Linked DNA regions of Mus musculus: region 1 is linked to region 2. Evidence: chromatin contacts called from public HiChIP or PLAC-seq data. All regions are on one chromosome and are shown on one strand. Each heading gives the region's core, a stretch centred on a gene start, on an enhancer-like site or on the middle of the called end of the contact. The rest is flanking DNA. Distances are from core to core; before and after follow the strand shown.

The links. HiChIP or PLAC-seq counts read pairs in DNA pulled down with a chosen protein or histone mark.
Region 1: an H3K27ac HiChIP or PLAC-seq map of embryonic stem cells shows a contact between it and region 2, with 11 read pairs. The contact joins the enhancer-like site here to the promoter of Cyp2ab1 in region 2. A contact is called at or near these places in 5 of 39 promoter capture datasets (embryonic stem cells, epiblast stem cells, frontonasal cranial neural crest and 1 more), 5 of 484 Hi-C or Micro-C datasets (brown adipocytes, embryonic stem cells, macrophages and 2 more), 5 of 115 datasets of contacts at active chromatin or transcription factors (acute myeloid leukemia, double positive thymocytes, embryonic stem cells and 1 more) and 3 of 9 other capture datasets (adipose tissue, liver and pancreatic islet).

What each region holds. Positions count from the first base shown.
Region 1 is chr16:20,364,565-20,370,562 of GRCm38.p6, forward strand. Abcc5 (ATP-binding cassette, sub-family C (CFTR/MRP), member 5) reads right to left here. Exons shown (of 30, transcript NM_013790.2): 18 at 4,462-4,646; 19 at 3,860-4,006; 20 at 3,478-3,607; 21 at 1,249-1,402; 22 at 1,041-1,169. Among named protein-coding and RNA genes, the nearest start is that of Cyp2ab1, 42 kb to the left of the region's middle. Within about 2 kb of position 3,852, at least 8 of the 459 cell types and tissues checked have an H3K27ac peak or open chromatin away from gene starts, as enhancers often do. A contact at or near this core is called in embryonic stem cells, where this site is marked.
Region 2 is chr16:20,323,751-20,329,146 of GRCm38.p6, forward strand. It overlaps Cyp2ab1 (cytochrome P450, family 2, subfamily ab, polypeptide 1), which reads right to left and starts at 1,654. Exons shown (of 9, transcript NM_183158.3): 1 at 1,581-1,654.

The DNA.
Region 1 (5,998 bases), core at 2,602-5,101, 43 kb after region 2:
GTTTCTCTGTGTAGCCTTGGCTGTTGTTGGACTTGATTTGTGAACCAGGCTAGCCTCAAATTCACAATGATCCTCCTGCCTCTGCCTTCCAAGAACTGGGATTAAAGACATACTCACCGAGACCATGTCTTTTAAAAAAGCAAAAAGCCTAGGGGCTGGAGAGATAGCTCAGAGTACTGTCCTTGCAAAGGGACTCCACACAAGGCAGCTCACAACCACATGTAGCTATATACAGTTCCAGAGTACTTAATGCCCTCTCCTGGCCTCCCAGGGTTTCTGCACACATGCAGGGTACATACATTCATTAAATTTATTACACACACACACACACACACACACACACAGAGGGGGAGGGGGAGGGGGAGGGAGAATTTAAAGAGTTTTTTCGTGTGTCCGCGTGCAGAGTGGCATGTGTGTACACGTGTGCTTGTGAAGGCATGAGGAAACTTCCACCTTATTTACTAAGGCAAGGTCTCTCAACCAAACTTAGAGCTGGCCCACACGGCTAGTCTACCTCACCAGCTCACTGTTGGGATCTTGTGTCTTAGCCTTTCAAGGCTGAAATCACAGGTGAGCTGCCATGCCCATCTGGCAATTGCATGGGTTCGAAGGCCCCCAGTCCTCATGCTCGTAGAGCAAGTGCTATACAAACTACACAGCCCTTGACGTTTTAGAAAGCTCACTACAAAAAGTCAGTCTTTTCTTACCAATTTCTGGGTACCCAGTTCCTCTTTCCACAGACAGCTACTTTTTCTTACACATCCTTTCGGAGATATCTAAACATACACACATACATTCTCAAAGGAAGCATGTCATATATCCACGTTTGTCTCCTGGGCTGTGATTCTATCTTCTAGTTTTCTCAGAAAAGGTCTTAGCAAGTGGCTGAGTTTCAGTCAGAGACAGTTCCACTGCATCAGTAATACTTTTGGGGATGAGCTTTTCCATCCCAAGCTTTGGCCCTGAATGGCCCCTTGAGGTCATTCTAACTTAGAGACGCCAGTTACCCTCCGAAACCTTTGGCCCCCAGCAGCACTGACCTGTGTAAAAACTCCTGCCTTTTGTTGTAGGCATGGATGGTGGCCAGGCCCTGAATGCTAGACGTGATGTGGGAGAGGAAAGGAGACTGCGTGATATTGTCCAACCGCTTTAGCTCACGAATCAGGACCCTGGGAGAGAATGGGTTCTGAGTCACAGCAGGAAGACAGCAGCCATGGCCCCCTCTCTCCCTGAACACACCCTACTTACCTGGAGACAATGTGGAGAAGTGAGAAGAGGATGAGGAGAGGCCCCACCGCCACGAGGAACCATGGGAAGACTCCAGCAATCATTCCAACACAGAAGAACACCAGGATTACATTCTGAATAAACATCTCAGCCTGGAACGGCAGCCGCACATCCACTGCACAGACCACAAGAGAACAAGTTTCAGACTCTTGGATCCCACAAACAAGAAAAATGGAGCTTAATAGGCTTTTGGGTTTTTGTTTTTTTTGTTGTTGTTTTTCTCGAGGCAGGGTTTCTCTGTATAGCTCTGGCTGTCCTGGAACTCACTTTGTAGACCAGGCTGGCCTCGAACTTAGAAATCTGCCTGCCTCTGCCTCCTGAGTGCTGGGATTAAAGGTGTGTGCCACCATGCCCGGCTCTGTTTTTGTTTTTTGAAAACTTTATGAAACTCCTGAGGTCTGTATATTAACGTCAACATTTTATGAAGGAAAAACAAACCCAATTGCTCTCACTTTCCTGTGAGTGGTCTTCCTCTTCCACCTTCTCTTTTTGGGTCAGTTTCTCCTACTCTTGCTAAACAGTTCTCCACTATAAAGTATTATATGTCAACATAATAACATACTTGGGGAAAACAAAGATAATCTATCTTCTTACCACCACAGGAAAAACTGAAAAATACGTAATCATTAAAGACTACAGAACCTTCAACAGTAGCATCTCCTCTTTTTAGCTCTTTCCCTCCACCCCCTTCTTTGGGCGAAGGTATCTTCATGAAAACCACAATCCTTCCACCTCAGACTCCAGTGCAAGGACTGAACCAACAGGTCTAGCTCTTTTATCTTTGTGTGTGTGTGTGTGTGTGTGTGTGTGTGTGTGTGTGTGTGTGTTTGTGTGTGTATCTGTATGTACATGCATGTGTGTTCTGTGCCTCTGTGTGTACAGGTATGCATGTTTGAGAGTATGTGTCTTGTGTCTCTGTATGTGCATGCATGTACATGTGTGTATATGTGCATATGTGTGTTTGCATGTCTGAGATGCATGTGTCTGTGCAAATGTGCACAATGAGCCTAACATGTGTCCAGAAGTTGGAACATGTTATGCACCAGTTCTGGTACCGAGCCTGCTCCTGGTTCCTTTTACCTCGGGCCATAGCCTTCCACTGGCTTACTGACCCCTCAAACAAGCTCCTCCTGAGGTTGACCACTGTGCAGGAAATAGATAAAACTAACTTTGAGGGAACAAATCTGAGCCCAATTCCCAACCTGGTCACCCAATAGCTGTATGATCTTGGGCAAACTACTTAATCTTTCTGGATATAACCTTCTTCTGTACTGGATGGGTGAAACAACAGATGCCTCACAGAGCTGTTGTGTGAATTAGGGCAGGTACATAAAGCACCCAGTGCTGTTCACTGCCAGATGCAATGAGTTCTGGTGCTGGCACAGACAGTGCTGCACACAAGAAGCCCACCAGAAGCTGTGCTCTGGGACTGCAGATATCCCTTCCAAAGCCCCTCTGCTCGCTCAACTCTCTGTCCTTGTGTTCAAGTTAGATTGGCAGAAAGAGAACTCAGGCAAAATACTGCTGATGTGTTTTGATACATATTGTAATGATAAGTACTGGCCCCCAAAGCCTGGTTGCTTGGGACCCTTGAGGAATGAGAGAATCACACATACAATGTGACCTTGCTCCTTGATTTAAAATTACTGGTTAAAGATGCCAACAGCCAATAATTGAACAGAAGAAACATAAGCCAGGTTTGGGGATCCTGGGCTTGGGGTCAGATGAGACTGCAAGGAAAGAGAGGAGAGAGAAGACACCATGGGGTAAAAGTCTTAACGTCATGGCCATGAGGGCTGCCTATTGGAGTTAAGAGGAGCCCAGACGGAACATAGTAAGTAATAACTTGGGGTTATCAATAGGAATGATTCTAATAGTATAGGTGGGTAGATGCCTGCCCAGCATGAGTGCTATAAAGGCTTAAATAATAATAAAGTTGTGTGTCTTTTATCTGGGAACTGAATGATCAAAGGCAGGTAGAAGCCTCTGATTAAGATTAAATATATCCACAACACTGCTGCAAAGGCCAGACTCTGTTCTCTGTCTTAGGAGAGACAAAGCTGCATACTCTCTTTGTACTGGGCAGTTAGGGGGATAAGAGAGGGGTTGAGGGGTTTGGCACCCAGAAAGGCCAGAGGCAGCGAGCACTGGTTGTACTCCAGAGTGTAAGACAGGACCAGTGAGAGATACCTTCATCCATGTCTTTGGAAAACCTGTTGAGAATCCTTCCTGTTGGGGTAGTATCAAAAAACTTCATGGGGCTCCTAAGGATCCTTCGGAATAGCTCATCATGGAGCCGGGAGGAGGCTCTCAGTGTGCCCTGGGGAACAGAGACACAATAATCAGGCCCAGAGACCCGGGTACCCAAGGAAGGCTTGCTTCCTACTCCTGTAGGTGACCACTGTGCAGGACATCCATTCCCAACGCTGGGAAAGTACAAGTAGTCAGAAGTCACGGTGACTAACAGGGTCCACATTCTTCAGTGGGGCCACCCTACTGTACACATCTGCCACACCAAGCCTCTCCTGTGACCTGGGGAAGGGCGTGCACCACAGCCCACCCACGGTGATACCTTGACGAAGACAACTCCTCGAATGGCTTTCAAGATCAGCATGACTGCCATGGAGAGGGCGTAGATGCTGGCGTAGTACTGCATGAAGGGGTTGTCCTTCATGCTGTCACTCACGAAGCTTCTGTTCCCTTGATACACTGTGCTGTTCTGTTTGGATGTAAGTTACCATGGAGTAAGATTCCTGAGACAACTAGGTCACTTTCAGCTCAAGGAGAGAGACACAGAGAATGACCAGGGGACTGCTCATGGCAAACGCAAGGCAGTCTTGCTGGGCACTTCTTTCTCTAGTGGGTGGACACAAGGAGCTGGCTACTGCACTAATTACTGACTAGCTCTATAGCCCCAGAGTTGCCCGGGGACTTTTTTTCTGTTCTGTGAGACTATATTATTTATCCATTCCCCAACCTGAGAACATCTTTGTCCACTGCTTTTTCTCCTTAAATTATCTTTTAACTGATACACAGAACAAAGTTACGCACATTACTAGGGTATCCCATGATGTTTCTAAGGGTTCTTTTTAGGAGTTTCTCTAAAACAGTCAGGGACTAGGGAGGCAAGGCCACATTATCAGACACATAACTCTCAGCAATGTGTAATCTCACCCCGCTTCCTTGCTTGATCCAGTAGCTAAGCCACCAGGTGCTGAAGGCAGTGCTGCCCACATTCAGCATGAAGAGGACCATGATGACCAGGAAAGCCAAGGGGCCCCCTGCAGCCTGGATGTAGACCCAGTAGACTGACCAAGGCACAGAACCTTGCCCTTTCTCCTCCACCTGCACAAGCTGCCCTGGGAAAGAGGAAAAGATACATGACCTTAGACGGGAATAATATGCCAGAAAACTTTGCGGGAAGCTGTGGATGTGACTGAAGCACTACACTCTGCCCAAAGACCCATTTAACACTGAGTTTAGTCACAGACTCCAGCTTTGGTGGGCAGTGGGAAGACATGCATAAGCCAGACAGTGAGGAACTGGGTAAGTTAGAGCCAGTTACATACACTGTACTCTACTCTGAACAACTGCACATTGTTGGCACAAGTTTCAGAACCTGGGTCTGGTACTGTCCAACGGTGAATCTGTTTTTCCCAGATGAACTCTATTGCTTTGACCTGTCTAGGGAATTTCCTCTTTATAGGACTGTTCCTCTCACGCTAAGGCATGTATGTATACAGCAGCAGAATAACAACCTTTAGCCTCAAAGGACACTAGATTAGAACTGCCTCCTCTCCATCAAAAACATTCATTCACTGAACATTTTTTCAGCACCATCTACAAGATGAGGTCTCACAGGGACCTCACTGAGGACAGTGTCATAGTTTGCAGGCCAGGCCAGCGAAACAGTAGGCCACTTTCCTAAACCTTCATGCAATAGCTAATATGATGTTTTACGTTTCAATCACTGTGCTTAAGAAGTCTATAAAACAAAATTACCTCTTGGTAAGTTTTCAAACCCAGGGAAGTGGCTGAGGTGCCTATTTAATACATCAAAGCAGACCTGGCCTCCAAGTTCTGTACCCCTCAGTCCCTTACCTGTTACAGGGTACAGATGGCACACCCCACTCTCGACCCTGAACTCTCAAGCCCAGGAGTGAGGCTGCCCATCCCCCAGAGGTTCTTCCCAGTCTAATCCAGGCATTTTTGTTATTCACCCCTTTTGTAGCTTCGGCCTCCTGGGTGCTCCTGGCTCCCCTCTCTTCCCTCTCCTGTCCCTCTCCTCATTCCCTCTCACTTGGTTCAGAGTCACGACCACTCTGGACTCTCTCAGACATGTCTGCCTCTGGCGGTCTCTTTTTTATCTATAATAAACTTGCTCCTACAGCACACCCAGAAGCAGTCAGGTCCTTTCCTTGCCTTTTCTCTTTATCACTCAGCTCTAACCTAAAAGCTACACTGGGCCAAAGGGAGGAAGCTTCCTAGAATGTTAAGGGCTATTCTTATCTTTCTAACAAAATTGTTATGCAGAAGGTTAACCTGGCTTCTGCAAAAGTGTGTGCTTAAACTTAAACAGAATGTGGCCTTTCACTTGCAGGATGTGTGCCTGCACATAAATGCAATGTAACTTTCTTTGCCTGTATAACTAACTTTCTTTTCTTTTTTCTTTAAATTATTTATTTCTTTGTTTATGTAAATGAGTACACTG
Region 2 (5,396 bases), core at 404-2,903:
TCAAAAACAGGAAAACAAACAAGCAAAGGAGGAGGAGGAGGAGGAGGAGGAGGAGGAGGAGGAGGAGGAGGAGGAAGAGGAGGAGGAGGAGGAGGAGGAGGAGGAAGAGGAGGAGGAGGAGGAAGAGGAGGAGGAGGAGGAGGAGGAGGAGGAGGAAAAACCACTTCATTAACCAACAAAATCCAACTGGGCATACTGACTGGTCAGTAGCTACTTTCTTATTTTCTCACTTTTTTTTTCCAGTTTATCTGACGGTTCAGGACACTGAGACTGTAACAGTAATGGAAAAGGAAAGGAGGGGCCTTCCTTTTCAGGGCGGGGTGAGGGAAGGAGTGCAAGTGACTGAATCTGGAGAGGGGTGCTGTGGGTTAGCTCAGTGATGCAACTGGCACGCACGAGTTAGTAACACATACACACACCACCCACACCCTTCCTTCTGAAACAAGGGACAGGAGAGTTGGAGGTGAGCTAGGGCGGCTAGCCATGAAGATGAGGGCAGTGGCACTATAAACCAAAGACTGCTGTTGAGGTGCCTGGTATGTGAGACATGCCTAGTGGGGTCCCTTGGCAGCTAGTGAGGAACAGTGCTAAGAGAAGCCAGTCACATCTAAGGGCCCTTGTCCAGTTCCCGGAGAGAAAAGGGAGAGAAAAAGGACATATTTAGTAGCCAGGAGAGTACTTTCTTTTGTGGCATGAAGCAAAAGAAGCAATGTAGGAGGGGAACTGAGAGATGAGAGAACAAATCAGAAGAAAGTTGGTGTAAACTGTAGCAGCAAGGGCAGCAGGGAGATTGGTGTAGATGTCCCCTCTGCTGTTGCGTCCCTCTCTGGAAAATGAACACAGTGCATAGAGGCAGTGGTTTTGGTTTGACAGTGCTGCCCAGCAGCTCTTCTGTAACAGCAGAGAAGAGCTACACCTGCACCGCGTAACACGAAGCGGGGGCGAGGAGACAGAGAGAGACAGAGAGAAAGAGACAGAGAGGTGACAGTTTTGATTTCCCTCCCTTGAGACAGGCTCTATGTAGCTCACTCTGGCATGGAGCTTGCGATGCTCTTGCCTCAGACTCCCAAGTGCTGGTTCTAGAGGGAGGCACCCCTGCAACTTACTGAAACATTGAATTTTTAAATTTTAAGCCATAGAGGCAAGTCCTCAAATTTTCAAAACTGTAATATATATATAATTTTTATACTTTTAATTTTTATTAAAAAACATGTTTTTTCATACAGTGTATTCTGATCATGGAGTCCCCCTTCTTCAGCTCCTCCCAGATCCTCCCCATCTCCACAGCCACCCAACTCCACATCCTTTCTTCCTCAACAAATAAAAAACAACAGCAAACCTAGAACAGGACAAAATAGGCAAATGGGGGAAAATAGCCAAAGAAAAATAACAAGAAACACATACAGACACACACACACACACACAAATCCCATAAAAACACAAAATCAGAAAACATAATATAAGATCTCTAAGGTTAAAAAGTAAGAAAGGAAGAGAAAGAGGGAGGAAGAGGGAGGGAGGGAGAGGGAGGGAGGGAAGAAGAAAGGAAGGTAGGTAGCTCCAGACAAAGCATTTCGTACCTTTGTTCTCTAGTACTATCCAGACAAAAACTCTCCAAAAATACCACTGACTTTGTTTTGTTTTGGTCATCTACTGCTGGGCATGGTGCCTGCCTTTAGGTGTGGTTTGTATAACCCTTGATATACTGTTCGAGAAAATTCATTATTCCTTTGTAAACAAGTGACAATTGGCCTCTGGGTTTATGCTCACTTCCCTTTTCAGGACTGGAACTCTGCCTGGGTTTCAGGACACGCCCTGTGCATGCTGCTAGGCTCTGTAAGTCCATCTGTCCTATTATATCTAGAAGACATCGTTTCTTTGGTGTCCTTTATCCTTATTGGCTCTTACAATCGTTCTGCCACCTCTTCCATAGAGTTCTCTGAGCACTGAGGTGAAAATTGTCCTTTCAATTTCTGTAAAGGATTGTGTTGGACTTTTGATGGGAATTGCACTGAATTGCTGTTGGTAGGATGCCATTTTTTTTCTGATCTGATCCATGAGCATGGGAGATCTTTCCATTTTCTGGTATCTTCTTCAATGTCTTAAAAATTTTATAATGCAAGTCATTTGCTTGTGTTGGGGTGACCTTCCCTAATGTTGTTCTTGTTTGACTAGAGTTACCCCAACACACACACACACACACACACACACACACACACACACACACACACACACACACAATGAGGTTATTGTGGAAGGTGGTATTTCCCTGATTTGTCATTTGTATATAGGAAAACTACTGATTTTTGGTGTTAATTTTGTATCCTGCTACTTTGCTGAAAGTGGTTATGAGCAGTCAAAGTTTATTGGTATAGATTTTAGTGTCATTTATGTATAAACATAAAAGATACATTGGCTTCTTCCCTTCCTGTCTGTATCCCTTTGATCTCCTTCAGTTGTCTTACTGCTCTAGCTAAGACTTCAAGCATTATATTGACCGGGGATGGAGAGAGTGGCCATCCTTGTGTTGTTCCTGGTTTTAGTGTAATTGCTTTGAGTTTCTCTTTGCTGGGGTTAATATTGCCTGTGGGCTTGCTGTAAAGTGCCTTTATCATGTTGAGGTGTATCCCTTGTAGCCCCAGTCTCTCCAGGCCTTCTCTTCATCTAATGAGATGCACCTGTGGTTCATGTCTTTCAGTCTGTTTATGTGGTGGATTACATTTTACAGTTTATGTAGAACCATTCTCTAGAATGAAGCCTATTTGATCATGGTGGATTTTTTTTTTGCATGTGTTCTTATATTCAGTTTGCAAGTATTTTATTGAGAAGATTTGCATCTATGTTCACAAAGGAATTTGGCCTGTATTTTTTTTTTTCTTTGTTGGGTCTTTGTGCAGTATCAGGATAACTGTGGTCTCATAAAATGAATTAGCCAAAGCTCCTGCTTCTATTTTGTAGAATACTTTGAAGACTGTTGCCCTTAATTATTCTTTGAATGTCTGGTAGAATTCTGTGCTAAGTCTATCTGCACCTGGGTGGTTTTTGGTGGAGGGACTTTTAAGTACTGCTTCTGTTTCACTAGGAGTTATCAGTCTGTTCAAATTGCTTATGTAATAGTGATTTAATATTGGTATAACATTGGTAGGTGGTATACATCAAAAATTTTATCCATTTCTTTCAGGTTTTCCAATTTGATGGAATACATATTTTTAAAGTATGCCTTTATGGTTATATGGATTCCTTCATTGTCTGTTATGTCCCTGTTTTTATTTCTAATTGTATTAATTTGGATCTTCTCTCTCCATCGTTTAGTAAATTTGGGTAAAGGTGTATCAATCTTACTTTCTCAAGGGACCAATTCTTCCTTTCATTGATTCTTTGTATTATTTTTGTTTTTTCTTCAGCCAAGCTTGATTACTTCCTTTGGGTGTGATTTGTGTTCTAAAGCCTTCAGGTGTCCTATTGAGTTGCTGATATAATCTCTCTCTCTCTCTCTCAGCACTTAGTGCTTACATTGAGTCCCATAGGTTTGGTTATGTTGTGTTTTTTGTTTTGTTTTGTTCTGTTTTTTGAGACAGAGTTTCTCTGTATAGCCCTGGCTGTCCTGGAACTCACTCTGTAGACCAGGCTGGCCTCAAACTCAGAAATCCACCTGCCTCTGCCTCCTGAGTGCTGGGATTAAAGGTGTGTGCCACCAGTGCCCGGCGGTTATGTTGTATTTTAATTTTCATCCAATTCTTTTGTTTGTTTGTTTTTTCGAGGCAGGGTTTCTCTGTGTAGCCCTGGCTGTCCTGGAACTCACTCTGTAGACCAGGCTGGCCTCGAACTCAGAAATCCACCTGCCTCTAACTCCAGAGTGCTGGGATTAAAGGCGTGTGCCACCACGCCTGGTAATCCAATTCTTAAACTTTTAAAATTTCTTAATTTCTGTCTTGACCAATTTTTCACTCAGTAGTACACTGTTCAGTTTCCATGAGTGTGTTTGCTTTCTGTTGTTGATATTCAGCTTTAATTGTGGTATTCAGATAAAATGCATGATGTTATTTGAATTTTCTTGTATCCATTGAGACTTGCTTTGTGCCTGAATATGTGGTCAATTTTGGAGAAAGTTCCATAAACTGCTGAGAAGGTATATTCTTTAGTTTGGGTGAAATGTTCTGCAAATATCTACTAGGACCATTTCATTATGTCGTCATTTAACTACAGCATTTCTCTGCTTAGTTTTCTCTGAATACCTGCCTATTGTAGAGAGTGGAGTTTTGAAATTGCCCACTATCACTATGTGATGGTTAATAGCTGTAGTTGTAGTGTTTCTTTTATTAACTTGAGTGCTCTTGTGTTTCTTGAATAGGTGGTAAAAATTGCAATATTCTAGTGGTCATCTTTTCCTTTGAGGAGTTAAGTAGTGTCCTTCCCTATCTCTTATTTTTGGCTTGAAGCCTATTTGGTCAGATATTAAGGTAGCCACACCCACTTGCTTCTTAGGTCCATTTACTTGGAATATGTTTTTCCCTGAGGTGATGATGTCTATACTTAGTGGGAAGAAATGTTTCTTGGATGCAGTAGAAGAATGGATCCTGTTTTCTTTTTCTTTTCCTTTTTCTTTCTTTCCTTCCTTCCTTCCTTCCTTCCTTCCTTCCTTTCTTTCTTTCTTTCTTTGGTCAGCTGACAGCAAGAGGATTATTGTACACGAGTTACACTTGGCCACAAGAGAGAATAGAACTAGTCCAGCATGCCAAAGGTCCAGGGCAGAGGGCCAGTGGGACTGTTTTGGTTGTAAGAAAGGCAGTCTTTTTCCCAGGGGATCTCAGTGAGGTGACGGTCCAGGTTCACCGAGACTTACTATCGACAGCAGCACACAGTCCAGCAGCTTGCTCCAGTGTCCTGGCCTTCAGCATCCCTCACTTCTGCTCCTGCTGGCTTTGTGGGTGCACAGGCCGGCTTACTTGGACTTCTGCTTCCTCTGCCTCCTCTTCTCATGCGCTTCAGCCAGCGAATTCTCTTCTTCCACCACTTCGCTCTCATGGCGCAGGAGTTTCAAGGAAGATGGTGCTAAGAATGAGAGCTGGATCCTGTTTTCTAATCCAAACTGTTAGTTTGTGTCTTTGTATTGGGAATTGATACCTTTGAGGTTGAAAATGGTGGCTGAGAGTTTGATTCTTGGTATTTTGTTGTGGTGTGTGTCCTTCCTCCCCCTCTTATTTGCTGGTCTGGAATTGTTTACTACTTATGTTTTCTTGGATATAGCTAACCTCTTCAGGTTGACATTGTCCTTCTACCACCTATGTAGAGCTGGATTGGCTAATAGATAGATAGATAGAGATAGACAGACAGACAGTTAAATTTGGTACTATCATAACTTTTATTTAATCCAGTATTATGATTGAAAGCTTTTC